Linked DNA regions of Mus musculus: all the other regions are linked to region 1. Evidence: chromatin contacts called from public promoter capture Hi-C data. All regions are on one chromosome and are shown on one strand. Each heading gives the region's core, a stretch centred on a gene start, on an enhancer-like site or on the middle of the called end of the contact. The rest is flanking DNA. Distances are from core to core; before and after follow the strand shown.

Region 1 (4,102 bases), core at 100-2,599:
ATGGTGTTACCAAATTTGGAGTAGTCCACAGAATAGCGGCCGTCCTCCTCGGCCACAATGGGGACAAAGCGCTGCCCCCATAGAATCTCGTCAGCTAGGTAGGAGGTGCGGGCCTGGGTGGTGATGCCCGTGGTTTCTACCACGCCTTCCAAGATGACAATGATCTCCAGGTCCTGGTGGTGGTGCAGGTCACTAGGAGCCAGGTCGTAGAGCGGGCTGTTGGAGTCGATGACGTGGTAGATGATGAGTGGGGCCACCAGGAAGATGCCGTTACCACCCACGCCATTCTCCATGGGGATGTCTACCTGGTGGAGAGGCACAACTTCGCCCTCGGGGCTGGTGGTCTTGCGCACCACCTGCATGTGGATGGTGGCGCTAATGATCATGCTCTTTCGGAGGTCCCCTACGCGCAGCATGAAGCACAGGCGGCCATGGCGCAGGGTGATCACAGCATGCTTGCTGAAGATGAGGGTTTCTGCCCGCCGATGGGCCTGGGCCGTTTTCATGAAGATGCAGCCCAGCATGATGGCGTTGATCATCAGCCCGACGATATTCTGCACAATGAGAATGAGGATGGCCAGGGGACATTCCTCTGTCACCATGCGCCCGCCGAAACCAATGGTCACCTGGACCTCGATGGAGAAAAGGAAGGCAGATGAAAAGGAGTGGATGCTTGTGACGCAGGGCACATTGGTGCCCTCTCCGGGGGCCAGGTCACCGTGGGCGAAGGCGATGAGCCACCAGACCATGGCAAAGAGCAGCCAGCTGCACAGGAAGGACATGGTGAAAATGAGCAGAGTGTGTGGCCATTTGAGGTCCACCAGCGTGGTGAACACATCCTGCAGGAAGCGGCCCTGCTCTCGAATGTTCTTGTGGGCGACGTTGCAGTTGCCTTTCTTGGACACGAAGCGGGCCCTCCTCTCTCGAGTACGGTACCTGGGCTCTGCAGGGTCCTCTGCCAGCCGGGTCAGCACATATTCCTCAGGGATAATGCCCTTTCGGGACAGCATGGCTCCGTTGGCCCCGGGAAGGGGTTTCCCCCATGGGGGGAGGCACTACACTGGCTTGGCCTAGGGCCTCTTTGTGGGGTCCCCCTCTCTGAGCCCTCTCCTCAGGTTACCCTAAGCTTGTACCAACCTCTAGGCTGGTATGCCCCTCAGCTGGGTTCTGCTTCTCTTTATACTACTAGCCTCAGATGCCGGCTCCACCTGCTCATTGCTTACTGAGCCCCCAACCCAGCTTGTGCTCTACCCGCTCAGCTCTCCTCCACCGCCCCAGGACCCCCCTCTAACTCCCTTTCCCTGGCCCAGCCTTTCTTCTCAAACCACCTCAGAACTTGTCACCTCCGGGTCTCCCAACTTACCAGCCCTCACTCGACCCCCCCCTCAGCACCCCCCCCCCCGCGCTCTTCTCTGACCTCACCCACTTCTGTCCCCGGTCCCCTCCAAGGACCAGCCTTACTTCTTGACCCAGTCTCCTCTCCAGGTGTGCCCCGGATTTCCCATCCCACCCCTCCCCTGGCTCCCTCGCCGCTCTCCCGTTCCTTCTCTAGCCCTTGTCCTCTAGTCTCCTTGGGATCCGGTGCCCTTCGAGTCACCCCGCAACCGTCTACGCTCTGGATCCCCTCGCCCCCCGCCGCCCAGACCCCAGTGGCTCCGCGTCGCGGCCTCCCTGCTGCCCTGCCGCCCGCCCGCAGCCCCCGCCGCCGCTCCGTTCCCACCCCGCCTGTCGCCGCCGCACCTGCTCGTGCTGCTCAAGCAGCGGCCACCTCCCTGCCCCCTCCCACTCCGGGTTGCTCACTCCCGGCCGGCTTCCCTGGCGTGTGTCTGTGAGCCCGTCCTCAGGCACCGACCCGTGCGCGGTGGGGGTGGGAGGCTGCGGGCGGGGGGCTCCCGAGAGCGAGTGCAGCCTCCGCCGCCAGAGGGCGCCAGATCGGCTCCTGAGAGGTAGAGGTGGGCCTAGACGCAAGCCCCGCCCACAGAGGATTCTCGTCCCGCCCTTGCCTGCTCACTGTCCTCAGCCAGGCCATGGGGCTTCAAACTGAGGATGGCTCTGAAGAAGTTGCTTTTGTGGAATTCTCTTAGGTTGGTTCAGCGGCCCCTATACCCCTGACTTCTATTTTTGCCCGGTCCATAGTTAAGTCTTACCTGCCTCTTACACAGCACTTGATACCCAGGGAAAGAAGGCAGCGAAAGGTTACATCATCAACGCAGGGGCAGGGGTGAGAGAAATATTAGTCTCAGAACTTCTCAACCGACGATTCTTCTTCCCTTTGAGGATTATTTTTGATCCTACATCTATTTATTTACTTATTTGTTTATTTATTTGCTTATTTACCTATTCAAGACAGGATTTCTTATAGCCCAGGATGGCTTCAAACTTGGCATGTAGCAGAGTATGACCTTGAACTTCTGCCTCCACTCCCAGAGTTCTGGGATTGCAAGTGCACCGCAAGGCCCTGGCTACCGTCCCTGAGTTTTAAGAGGGTTTGTTCTGCCAGTGTCTGCTTTGCACCCTGTAGACCTTCAGACTGGTTTCTTCCCTTTAGCCCTGGGTGTGTGTGTGTGTGTGTGTGTGTGTGTGTGTGTGTGTGTGTGTGTGTGTGAGAGAGAGAGAGAGAGAGAGAGAGAGAGAGAGAGAGAGAGAGAGAGAGTTTGGGCCTGAGCAGCTGATTCAGGGCTAGCTTGGGTACAGAGTAGGTGACCCAGGTTTTTGTCAAGAACAGTAGTGATGTTTCCATTGCAGATGCCACCCTGGAGTGGCTCCTGGAGATTGATGGAGCTGTAATGGCTTGCCCTGGGGCTCAGACTCTTGAGACAGACCTCTACCCACTGTGTAGCTTGAGTGAAGGCTTGAGGCTGGAGCTAGGGTAATAGGGGCACTGGGAATGCGGGCCACCATGGGACAGTTTCCTTTTGAGCAGGGGACTTTCAGATGGCATTTTCTTCTTTCCAGATCTGCTGGTAGGTATCGTGGACCCTGCTACAAAGAGCGAGGGAGAGCTGGACTATACTGATAGGGCCGTTTATGCCTGAGGCAGGGAGGATAACACAAGGGTAGGCAGTTTAAGAACACAGCCACACAAGAAATCTCCGAGGCCACTTCAACTTTTAGCCATGAGAAAGGAACCCTTGGAGAGGGGCTCTAGGGACTTTGGACATCTATGCAGAAGTCCCTGTGGGTAAAGGAGCCATGACTAGCAGGTTTGCTTGGCCTGTGCATAGGGTGGAGTAGAGGACAGTCTTTGATTGACATATGCCAGAGTTTGTTCTGATGACAGTAGCCAGAGTTGGCCCACCTGGTGGAGGGACCCAAGTCTGAATTGGTGGACCACTAATTAGATCGTTGTGGAGGGATTTGGGCCAGGATGGCCTTAGGCATTCTTAAACTTCCTTGTACTTCCTCTGCTGCTTCCTTGGGGTGGGAAGAGTCCCCCAGCCCTCTTTGTATCTGCTCCTGGAAGTCCAGAGTGGAAGGAACTGCTGGGCCTACATGGGCATCTTCAGGGTGAGAAGCCAGGGTCTGCCCTTTGGTCTGGCCTTGGTTATTCCCTGCCCCAGGGGAGAGGAGGCTGGTGTCTCGCCCAAAGGGCTCAGCCTCTGTGGTGATTTGAATAGATTTGGTCCCCATAGACTCATGTGTTTGAATGCTTGGCCCATAGGGAGTGGCATAATTAGGAGGGGTGACCTTGTTGGGATAGGCATGGCCTTGCTGGAGGAAGCTTTTCATTGTTGGGTGGACTTTGAGGTCTCCTCCTATGCTTGAGCTCCACCCAGTGTGGAAGAGACCCTCCTCCTGGCTGCCCGAGGAAGGCAGTCTCTACTGGCTGCCTTCGCATCAAGCTCTAGAGCTCTCAGCTCCTCCAGCGCCATGCCTGCCTTTCCTGACATGATGATGATGGACTGAACCTCTGAACCTGTAAGCCAGCCCCAATTAAATGCTGTTCGTTATAAGAGTTGCCTTGGTCATGGTGTCTCTTCACAGCAATGAAACCCTAAGCTGACAGCCTCCTACCCTGTTTGGTTCCCCACTGGCTCATAGCCGTCTCCCTAAACCCTGTACTGTCCTTTCCCCGAGAGGACCGTCCCACACTCACTGTCCT
Region 2 (4,139 bases), core at 364-2,863, 1.0 Mb after region 1:
CCCTTGAGGGAGCCTGGTGCAGCTGTAACTCAAGCTTCCTTGTCAGCTTTCTCAGCAATACCAAGAGGCCAGCCTTCGTAAACAGCAAGAAAAAGAGCCATCAGTGGGGACCTGGGGGACTCCATAAAGGAAGGATGATTAGACCTCTACAAAGACATGGTTGGATGAGCAAAAGTGGGTGCTCATGGAGGACGGCAGAGTGCCTGACTGGGAAGGCGTGTGGTCATCCCAAAGTTAAGTGAAGAGATGAAGCATGGAATGCCACATCACCTGGTCCAACTGGGGACCCTCAGGCTTAGCAACTCCTGGAAGGGCTAGAGCCACGCCAGGAATCGAATTTCTGCTTCATTCTCCAAATTACCTTCCAAACCATGGATGCTTGCAAAACAGAGCCCCCCTAGAGGCGAAATGAGGCAAATTAAAGCACCCACTCCCATTTTTTTTTTTTAAACCAGCAAGGATGACAGGAAATGAATGGCATCTTCAGCTTCAGTTGGGGGAAGGGCCAGCACTGTCAAGACTCACCTGGCGTACTCACGTGAATTTCTGGGCTCTGGGGTTTCCTGGGGATTAGGTCTGATTGTGTAGGGGGAGAAAATGGGTATAAAAACCAAGCGCCCCAGATTCCGATGCATGCTGTGCTACTAACTCGCTAGTGACCTTGGCCTTACCACCTCACTGGCCTCAGTTTCCCTGTCTGGAGAATGAAGCTATCAAATGAGTTTTTTTTTTTCCCGGCCCCAAGATGCTACTTCACTCTCTAATTGATCCTTGATGAGGATTCTGACCCAAGCTTTGTAGGAGCCTGGGCCTCCTCCAGGAAAAAAAAAAAAAAGCAATATGTCGGGGGGAGGGGAAATGCACCGGGAATCTATTTTGGAACCCAGTGGCGGATGGCTAAAGGGTCTCGGGGAAGGCACAATTTGGCAACCAGCTGGCTAGCTACCATTTCCATCACCCCTCTCTGGGGGTTCAGAGGCGCTGCAGCTGAGAGCTGCACACCAGCCTGGGCCGCAGAAGCTCAGACCTGGTCCACTATCTGAATCCCTCCTTGGAACCACGCAAGAGCACGGGGAGTGGCGGCCGCTCCTTCCGTGGTCCCCAACCACAAGCCCCCTCCCCTGCATTGGGGACCCCACTTCCAGTCTTTGGGGCTCCCTACGGGGGGCGTGGCGGGGGCGGACTCGGGCTCCTGGGTTCGGTGGATTGGAGGAGATGTCAATTTCGCTGCCGCCCCAGAGGGGACCCCGTACCAATGCCTCCCGGCTTCTCACACAAAGGCGCCGCACTTACCGGCCAGAGCGGGCTCCAGGCGCCGGCGGACAAGCAGGCTGGCGGGAGGATGTGAGCGCGCGAGTGTGCGTGTCTGCGTGTGTCCCTGTCTGTGTGTGACAGGGGCCGTGCGGAGCTCGGTGCGTCTGCGTGTGCGGGGGCGTCCGTCTGTCGGTCTGTCCGCGGAGCCCTCAGTCCCGCTCTCCTTGCGTGCTCCCTGCCCAATCGCCCCACCAAATGCGCCTGAACTGCAGAGTCGCGGGTGCAGCTGCCGGGTCTGCTGGGCACCCCCAGCCCGGGCTCCGCCCCGCCCCCGGACGGGCTTGCGCCGCTCCCCGGGAATTGCGCAGGGCTCGCCCGCTTGGCGGGGTGGGGGTGGGGAGCTCCAGCATCGCCTAGGGCTCTAGAGGGGCGGACCACAGACCCTTAACATGGGATCCCATCTCCAGTGCCCCCTCACCCGCCACAACTCTGTACGGAGTCCCCACAGGCGCCGCCCCCATGCCAAGGTTGCCTGGACTGAGAGGGCGGGGGAGTGGGAGCGCCGCATCCATTTCATTCATGATTTTCTTCTCTCCGGAGCCCCGGGTCGGGGCTGCGCGACTACGGCAACCGCCAGAGGGACCCCACTAGGGCTGTACACATTTTATCTGGAGCAGGACGGACAGACAGATGGATGAGGGTAGAGGCAAGCTAGACAAAGGGGTCAGAACTGGGTTGGGAGTGTTGGTGCACAGGGGGATGCTGTAGCTGGCACCTGTACCCGCGGAGCACTGCATACCCGGGAGCTCAGGACCTGTTCCAGGACTCGGAGGAGGCGCCTTACTTCCCACTCCTTCTTTTTCTGTCTCTGTAGAGCAAGAGCGGGTGGACACCTCTCTCTCCATCGGGGTTAGCTCTCCTGACTTATGCAGCGGGACAGGCACCCATCCGCTTTGCTTTCATGTGGGCGCCAGGGTTCCAAGGGCTGCCCAGTTGTGGCATTTTTTCCAATCTTACCTTCTCCGGGGCTTGTTCCTGACATTTCACCCCACTGCAGGCTCTGTGGGGGCAGAGTGGATCGCACACGCAGCAGTTTTACATGGCGAAAATGAGAAGCAGGACGCGGCTACTAAAAAGAATGGTTCCAGCCACTGCTCTCCTCTGTAGCTTAAATTTCCGCAGTAGCCTCTTTACTAGTCTTCCGTCCCTGGCCACCTGCAGCTGTTTCTTTACAGAGTACTCCGAGCGATCCTTTTGAAAAGCGCACCAGGAAAAAAAGGAAGAAAGAAAGAAATGCGCACCAGGTTGCATCTATCCTTTGTCAGAACTCCCACAGCCGATGGCCATTGCATTCACCAAAGCGCCCGTTATAGCCTGGGAGGGTCTTCATGAGCAGGCGTCCTTTAATGCTCTAACTTCACTTCCTGCCCTTCACTCCTTCCTCCCAATCTGTGGCCATAACCAAGATGGCAGCCTCTCAGGCCCCAGGACCTTCACATTGTTAATCTCTCCGCTCCAGAAAGCCATATGGCTTCCCTTTCTCCCGTTACCTCTTTAATGTGCTACTTCCATGAGGTCTTTGGTGATTCTCCTAGTTAGGATTGCAGGCCTGCTCCTCGTGTTTTCCTATGGTAGTTAAAACCTTCGTTTTTGTGTACCCAGAGGTGCTCCGGTTTCTTATGCTGCCTTGCAGTTTTCCCCTGTCACCAAACTGCTGTTCTCCCATCTCTAGGCCATTGACCTCACTGTGCTTTAGCCTGGAATGCATCCTCCCACAAACCCCCATTCTTTGTGCAATTCTCAACACCAAGTGTCACCTTCTCCTTGGAACCTCCCTGGCCACCCTCAGATCATCCTCTATGCGGTGGTCTGAGAGAAATATCAGTCCTTTATCCCACAGCCTATAGCGGTTCTCCATTTCATCCAAGGGACAGCTAAAGCTGTGTTTCCAGAGACACTCGCCTTCCCCACCTAGATGCACTCTAGACTTCCAGACAGTGACTTTGCTCTCCTTGATTCTCAGCACAGAAGGATTCATCAGCGTCTGAAGGCCCTAAGCTGGGTCTTTTCTTTTGCCTAGGAAAGGCACAGAGGCAAGCTAGGTCTCCTGCTTACCCTCTAGGAATTTCCTTTCCAGGCAGTGGGGAGGAAGGTGTCAGTGTGACAACCAGGGCGTACTCCCTGGCTGCCCAGGAGTGCTTGTGGACCTGCTGCCCCTCCCTGAGCCTGTCAGCGCCATGTCACGCTGCAGTGTCAGGCTGAGCTTCCTCAGGTGTCATTAAAGTGACTACCAGCTACTGAGTGCCTACTATGTATGGGGCAGTGCTTCGAATATCCCCACTGTATTGCTTTATTTAATCTTTGTGACTACTTTGGTGAGTGGTGGACATTTTTGACATGCCAAATAGTCTGGAGGGACCAGGTAGAATAAGTAACTTTGTTAATGCCACTTAAACAAGTGTGTTCTTCGAATGAAGCTCTGGCCAGTTCCAAAGTCCAAGCTCACAGAACAGAGAGCCTTTGCTCTGGGGACGGGGTAGCAGATGGAAGTGAAAAAGAAGAGGACTTAGGAGTCTCCCTGCAGGTCAGCCAAGCCCAGGTTCATGCACTGTCGGTGCAGGAATCACAGAGGAGGCACAGCTGGACCTGGAGGGTTTCTGTCAGTCCTGCCCAGGGTTCGGGTTTGGGGTGGGGGTGGGGATGCGGGTTGGGGGCAGGGCTGCCTCCTGAACTCCCCTTGCTCTGTGCAGAGCTCATGCCTGGCTGTCAATGTAGCTATTGATGCCCATCTCAAAGAGAGAGACAAGGAAGACCCCTGAGAGTCCCTCTAATAGTAGGGGCTCTGGGGCTAGAGAGGTCGCTCAGTGGTTAAGGGTACACAGTGC
Region 3 (4,558 bases), core at 1,460-3,959, 1.7 Mb before region 1:
ATCTCTCTCTCTCTCTCTCTCTCTCTCTCTCTCTCTATCTCTATCTCTATCTCTATCTCTATCTCTATCTGCCTGGAAGTCCCAGCTCCATACTTCCTGACCCAGGTCTGGCCATCAGCTCTTTATTATACAAAAACCATATTTCAGCCTGAACTGATCAGCAGCAAGACAACACCTGACCATCCCTTAGGGTTTGCCTTTAGGCGATAAGGACTGCCGGATCCGCCTCTTTTGGGCAGATGAGGAATGACAAGCATATCATATAGAGAAGCATGGGCATAGCAATGGCACCACCAAAACCCTGCCCGCGTAGCTCTTAGTACAGGATTAACCATTGAAAACACAGGGGCACGCCTTCCAACAATGTAAAGGAAGGTTACCCCAACAATACCCAAAGGGACTTTCAAGCCACCTCAGTCATTTCCCATCTACGTGAGGCCTTGCCTTCGAGGACGCTCTTCCTTTCTCTCATTTGTCACATGCAGCTAAGGATCTAATGAACACCATAAGCACCAGTTACGGCAGCACCAAACACTAACTGATGGCAAGCATCGCAGCTCTACCGCCGAGCCCCTCCCCTCGCAGGCTTCTGCCACCGGATGCCACCACCAGCCCCTCCCCAAGGAGCACTAGACAGGTGCTCTGCAACTGAGCTCAGGATAATTTAATTTAATCTTCGAAATAATGGTGCAATATCTGATTTTTATTTCTAAATTATCATTTTCAGGCCCGGGAGAAAACTCATCAGTAAAGTGCTTACTGAGCAAACATGTTATGAGTTGTACCCCAGAACAACATAAAAAGCCAGGTGTGGTGGCAAGCCCCCACTTTAATTTCCTCTCTGGGAGGTAGAAGCAGATAGATCCATGGATCTCACAAGCCAGCCAAAAACTGAGACAGATGACACCCTGATACCTGTACATCGCATGTGCATGCATTCGCACGCACATACATGCACATACATGCACACGTGTGTACCAATTATCATCATCTTAGTGGGGTGTAGTGGTACCAGCCAGCAGTACTAGCACTCAGAAAGCAGAGGCAGGAGGATTACTAGTTCTCATCTGGTTTGGACTTCAGAGTAAAGCCTAGTGTCCAAACTTTTGTTTGTTCGTTGTTTGTTAATTTAAAAATCGTCCTCATTTTTAAAGAGAAAAAGTAAGGCAGTTAGGAACTAACCCAGCGGAAGTCATACAGTGTGCTGAGCTGGCATTAAACACGCATGCATTTTCCCGAGTCGCACAGATGGCTGGTTCTTGCTGCAGCTGCCTCGCAGCATCTGAGCTGCCTCAGACTCACAGTGTTTCTTTGAAGATGTGTCACGTGAAGCTGGCAAGCCCATCTGTGTGCACATTTCTGAGTGTGTGTCACCGCCTGGTCAGGCTGAGCTCCATGGCTGGCATGGAGCTGACTAGCCACTAAGGCCGTTCGCCGCACCTTTGGTGGCCAGGCCCCCGTGCATGCTTCCTCAGACTCCTGTGAGAAGATGCTAGCAGCATAAACATGGACCCTGGATGGAGCCAGCTATCTTTTTCGGAGGCTTCTGATATATAACAACTGCAAATTGCATGCATACGCTACAAGGGGAAGAGTTGCTTTGAACCCAGAGTCTCAGATATGCCAAGCAAACACTGGTTTTTTAGGCTATCAGACCAAGCGCTTTGCTTTCCTGGGAGATTCTACTAGACAAAGGCTCCACTTCTCATCAATGCCCCCAGCTCCTCACTGGAGGATTCTAGACAGGGCTTCTACTGCTGCACTACATCCCCAGCTCTCTCTTATTTTTGGACAGGGTCTCACTCAATCTGCAGAGGCTGGTCTTGAACTCATCCGTAGCCCAGGTTGACCTGGAACTTTCTATCCTCTTCCCTCCCCATCCAGAGCAACTGGGATGAAAGGTCTCTGCCATCAGGCCTTGGAAGCTGTGTTTATTTTGTATAACTGGCTGGCGGGAGGACAATAGCAATTGAGTGAGACACTAACTTCCAAGCCACCCCTCTGGGCTGCTTTTGTGTAGATCAGGACCTCGTGGGAGGAATTGAATCTCCACGGGCCTCAATTGTTCTGTGAAATGGGAATACCTTGATTGCATTCATCCTTATACCAAAGTGAATATTCCATGAGAAGCCATCTTCAAAGCTCTTAACTCCTAACATTGGTAATGGTGAGTGGCAATTTTCATTAGCTGCTATTAATGTGGTAAAAACCGGATGCTCTGTGCCTGTAAGTAGTCATTAAGCACCCACTTGGTGCCAGTGTTTTTGATGCACACTGACTGGTTTCTCAAACTACATCCCTTAGGAGATAATTTCATTGTATTGTGCTGGACATCGGGATCTGGGATGCTAAGAGTCTCAAGGGGACTAGGGCAGGATTCAAATCCAGTGCCTGTGGCTCTACCTAAAATATGAGACTTACTGTGGCCAGCTTTCATTCCAGCCTGCTCAGCTGTAAACCCTGAGATCTTGCTCCCTGGAGAAAGGAGTTTTTGTGGCCTGGGACCTCTGAATCCTAACCTTCTAGTTCCCTCAGGTGGCCTCTCAACTGGGGCGAAACTGCAACCAGAGTCCAGGGAGGTGCACACTAGGGCCATACGGATTTTGGCTTTTGGGTTGCATGGGCTGGCGGGGGAGGGGGGGGGAAAGGGCTTGGGAGGAGCCGAGGAGCTGCGACAGGGGTGGGGAGGAGCCAGGCGGGCACCGCGGCAGCGGGCAGGCGGGCGCGCGCGCGCTCCGGGCTGCAGCAGCCGGGGCTCCGGTGAGTCCGCCCCTCCCCCTCCCCCGCCCCAACCTCATCCCAAGGGGGCGGCCCCAAGTGGGGGCGCGGAGGTCGGTGCAAATAGGGGCGCATCTGGAGCTGGGGAGCTGAGTCTGCAGTGCCAGCTGGACGCTCCAGGGGAGGGGCACGTGGCCCTGGAAAAAGGGGGATCTTGATTCCAATACACCTGGGTGCACTTCACCCTTGCCCACCCATCCCCAGAGTATGGGGATTAGTGACCCATCTCATGACCCCTAAGTGATTAGAGCTACGTGACCTCTGGAGATCTTGGACTCCTTTCCCCTCTCCTGCAGCGTCTTGGGACCCTGACATTTTAACCCTTCCAGCACCACTCCCCCAAAAAATCCCATATTCTGCAGACCGGAGACGCATTGAGGACTTCAACTCCCAGCAGCCCTTGCAGCTCTGGTGCGATAAAGCTGCAGTAGCACTAGCAGCAAGACCAGCTGGGAGTTGTAGTCCCTAAGCTTTTAACTAGCTGCTGGGGGCACGGAGGTGGGAGGGGGCGGCTGGACCTCACCGGGGTCATCTGGGGTCGCGCAGCTACTTCGAGTCGGGCAAGATGCAAAGCTTGGGCTGATTTTTTCCCTCCCGATTTGGGTCCCTAGATCAGTCACCAGCCCCCCTTCTTGCCACCTGGCAAGCGTGGAGACCGGTCCGCAGCGGCTAGGCTCGTCCACCCTGCAATCCCCATGGGCTACCGCCCCCCGCCGCCTCGGCTGCCACCCAGGACAAGGCAGGGGTAAGCACAGGTGAGTCTGACCCTGGCCAAATGGCAGTCAGTCTTCCTTAGCAGCCTGGCTTCTCTTGACTGTCTGGCCCTCGTTCTTTCCCTCGGGGGGGGGGGGGGCTCTTTCCCACCGATGTCTAATGTCTAGCTCCAAACCTTACCTTGTGTTACTCCCTCCTCGCCCACCTCCACCTCTCTCTCCTGTTCTCCTTTTTTTTTTTTTTAAACTGACCATGCTTCTGTCTGTCTGTGTTCCCAACTCTCTTCTCTTGCCTTGTATCTGAGGTCTCCAGCCATTGTCTGGTTGTCCAACCTGGAATTCAGCATCTTTTCTCTCTCTCTTCTGATCTACCTGTGTCTCATTGGAAGGTATTTCTGCCCACACCCCTGCCTCCCTGGCTTCACTTCTCTCTGTGTGTGCACCATGTCTCGGATATAATGAAGTACACGCTGTTCCCCAGCCTCTGTCCTGAACCTCTATACTCCGAATTCTGTGTCTATCTTTCCCTGGCTACCCGACTTCACTTGGTCCTTTCCTCTTATCTCTATCTGTCCTCTTAGCTCCCCTTCTCTCAGCTCGGGGTTTCTGCCACACACCTGACTCTCCTTCCTCTGACCCTCCAGCAGTTTCCCACCCTAAGCCTCCCACCAATGATGTTGCAGCTGCCCAAAATGCTCTTACCTGCCACAGCCTGGCTGCCTACTGTTGATGGCTGCCTCCAACCTTCCTTTGGGTCTCAGAGTACCCATCCTGACTTTCAGTCTGTGGCCCCTTGGGGGCACATTCCTTTCGTCTGAGAGTACCTTGCCTTTTGGTGTGGCTCTGTTGATCCGTTTGCTCCTTAACCACTCTCATTAGATGGTGACCCCAAGAAGTGACTATAACATCTGTCATTTTCATCCTCTAATCCTGGTCCCCGAGCCACCACCTTCTGACCTTTGCCTCCCTACCAGACCTTCTCCCTCCTTCTCCCTGCACCTGTCCCTGTCTCTTTCTGCAGCTCTGCCCACCCCACTCTTAAGTATAGGATCACGTGGCCACTATGT

What was found. Promoter capture Hi-C pulls out the DNA fragments that hold promoters and counts their contacts. Capture Hi-C pulls out chosen DNA fragments and counts their contacts.
Region 2: a promoter capture Hi-C map of embryonic stem cells shows a contact between it and region 1, with 4 times the contacts expected there. The contact joins the promoter of Ptpn5 here to the promoter of Kcnj11 in region 1. A contact is called at or near these places in 1 of 39 promoter capture datasets (embryonic stem cells), 1 of 484 Hi-C or Micro-C datasets (pro-B cells) and 1 of 9 other capture datasets (embryonic stem cells).
Region 3: a promoter capture Hi-C map of adipose tissue shows a contact between it and region 1, with 3 times the contacts expected there. The contact joins the promoter of Syt3 here to the promoter of Kcnj11 in region 1. A contact is called at or near these places in 3 of 39 promoter capture datasets (cranial neural crest and liver) and 2 of 9 other capture datasets (adipose tissue and liver).

Annotation. Positions count from the first base shown.
Region 1 is chr7:46,098,888-46,102,989 of GRCm38.p6, forward strand. Kcnj11 (potassium inwardly rectifying channel, subfamily J, member 11) reads right to left here and starts at 1,350. Exons shown (of 1, transcript NM_010602.3): 1 at 1-1,350. The coding sequence starts at 1,010.
Region 2 is chr7:47,130,985-47,135,123 of GRCm38.p6, forward strand. It overlaps Ptpn5 (protein tyrosine phosphatase, non-receptor type 5), which reads right to left and starts at 1,614. Exons shown (of 14, transcript NM_001163565.1): 1 at 1,294-1,614.
Region 3 is chr7:44,381,417-44,385,974 of GRCm38.p6, forward strand. It overlaps Syt3 (synaptotagmin III), which reads left to right and starts at 2,710. Exons shown (of 11, transcript NM_001114116.1): 1 at 2,710-2,760; 2 at 3,390-3,533; 3 at 4,540-4,558. The coding sequence starts at 4,555. It also overlaps a transcript of 1700008O03Rik not described here.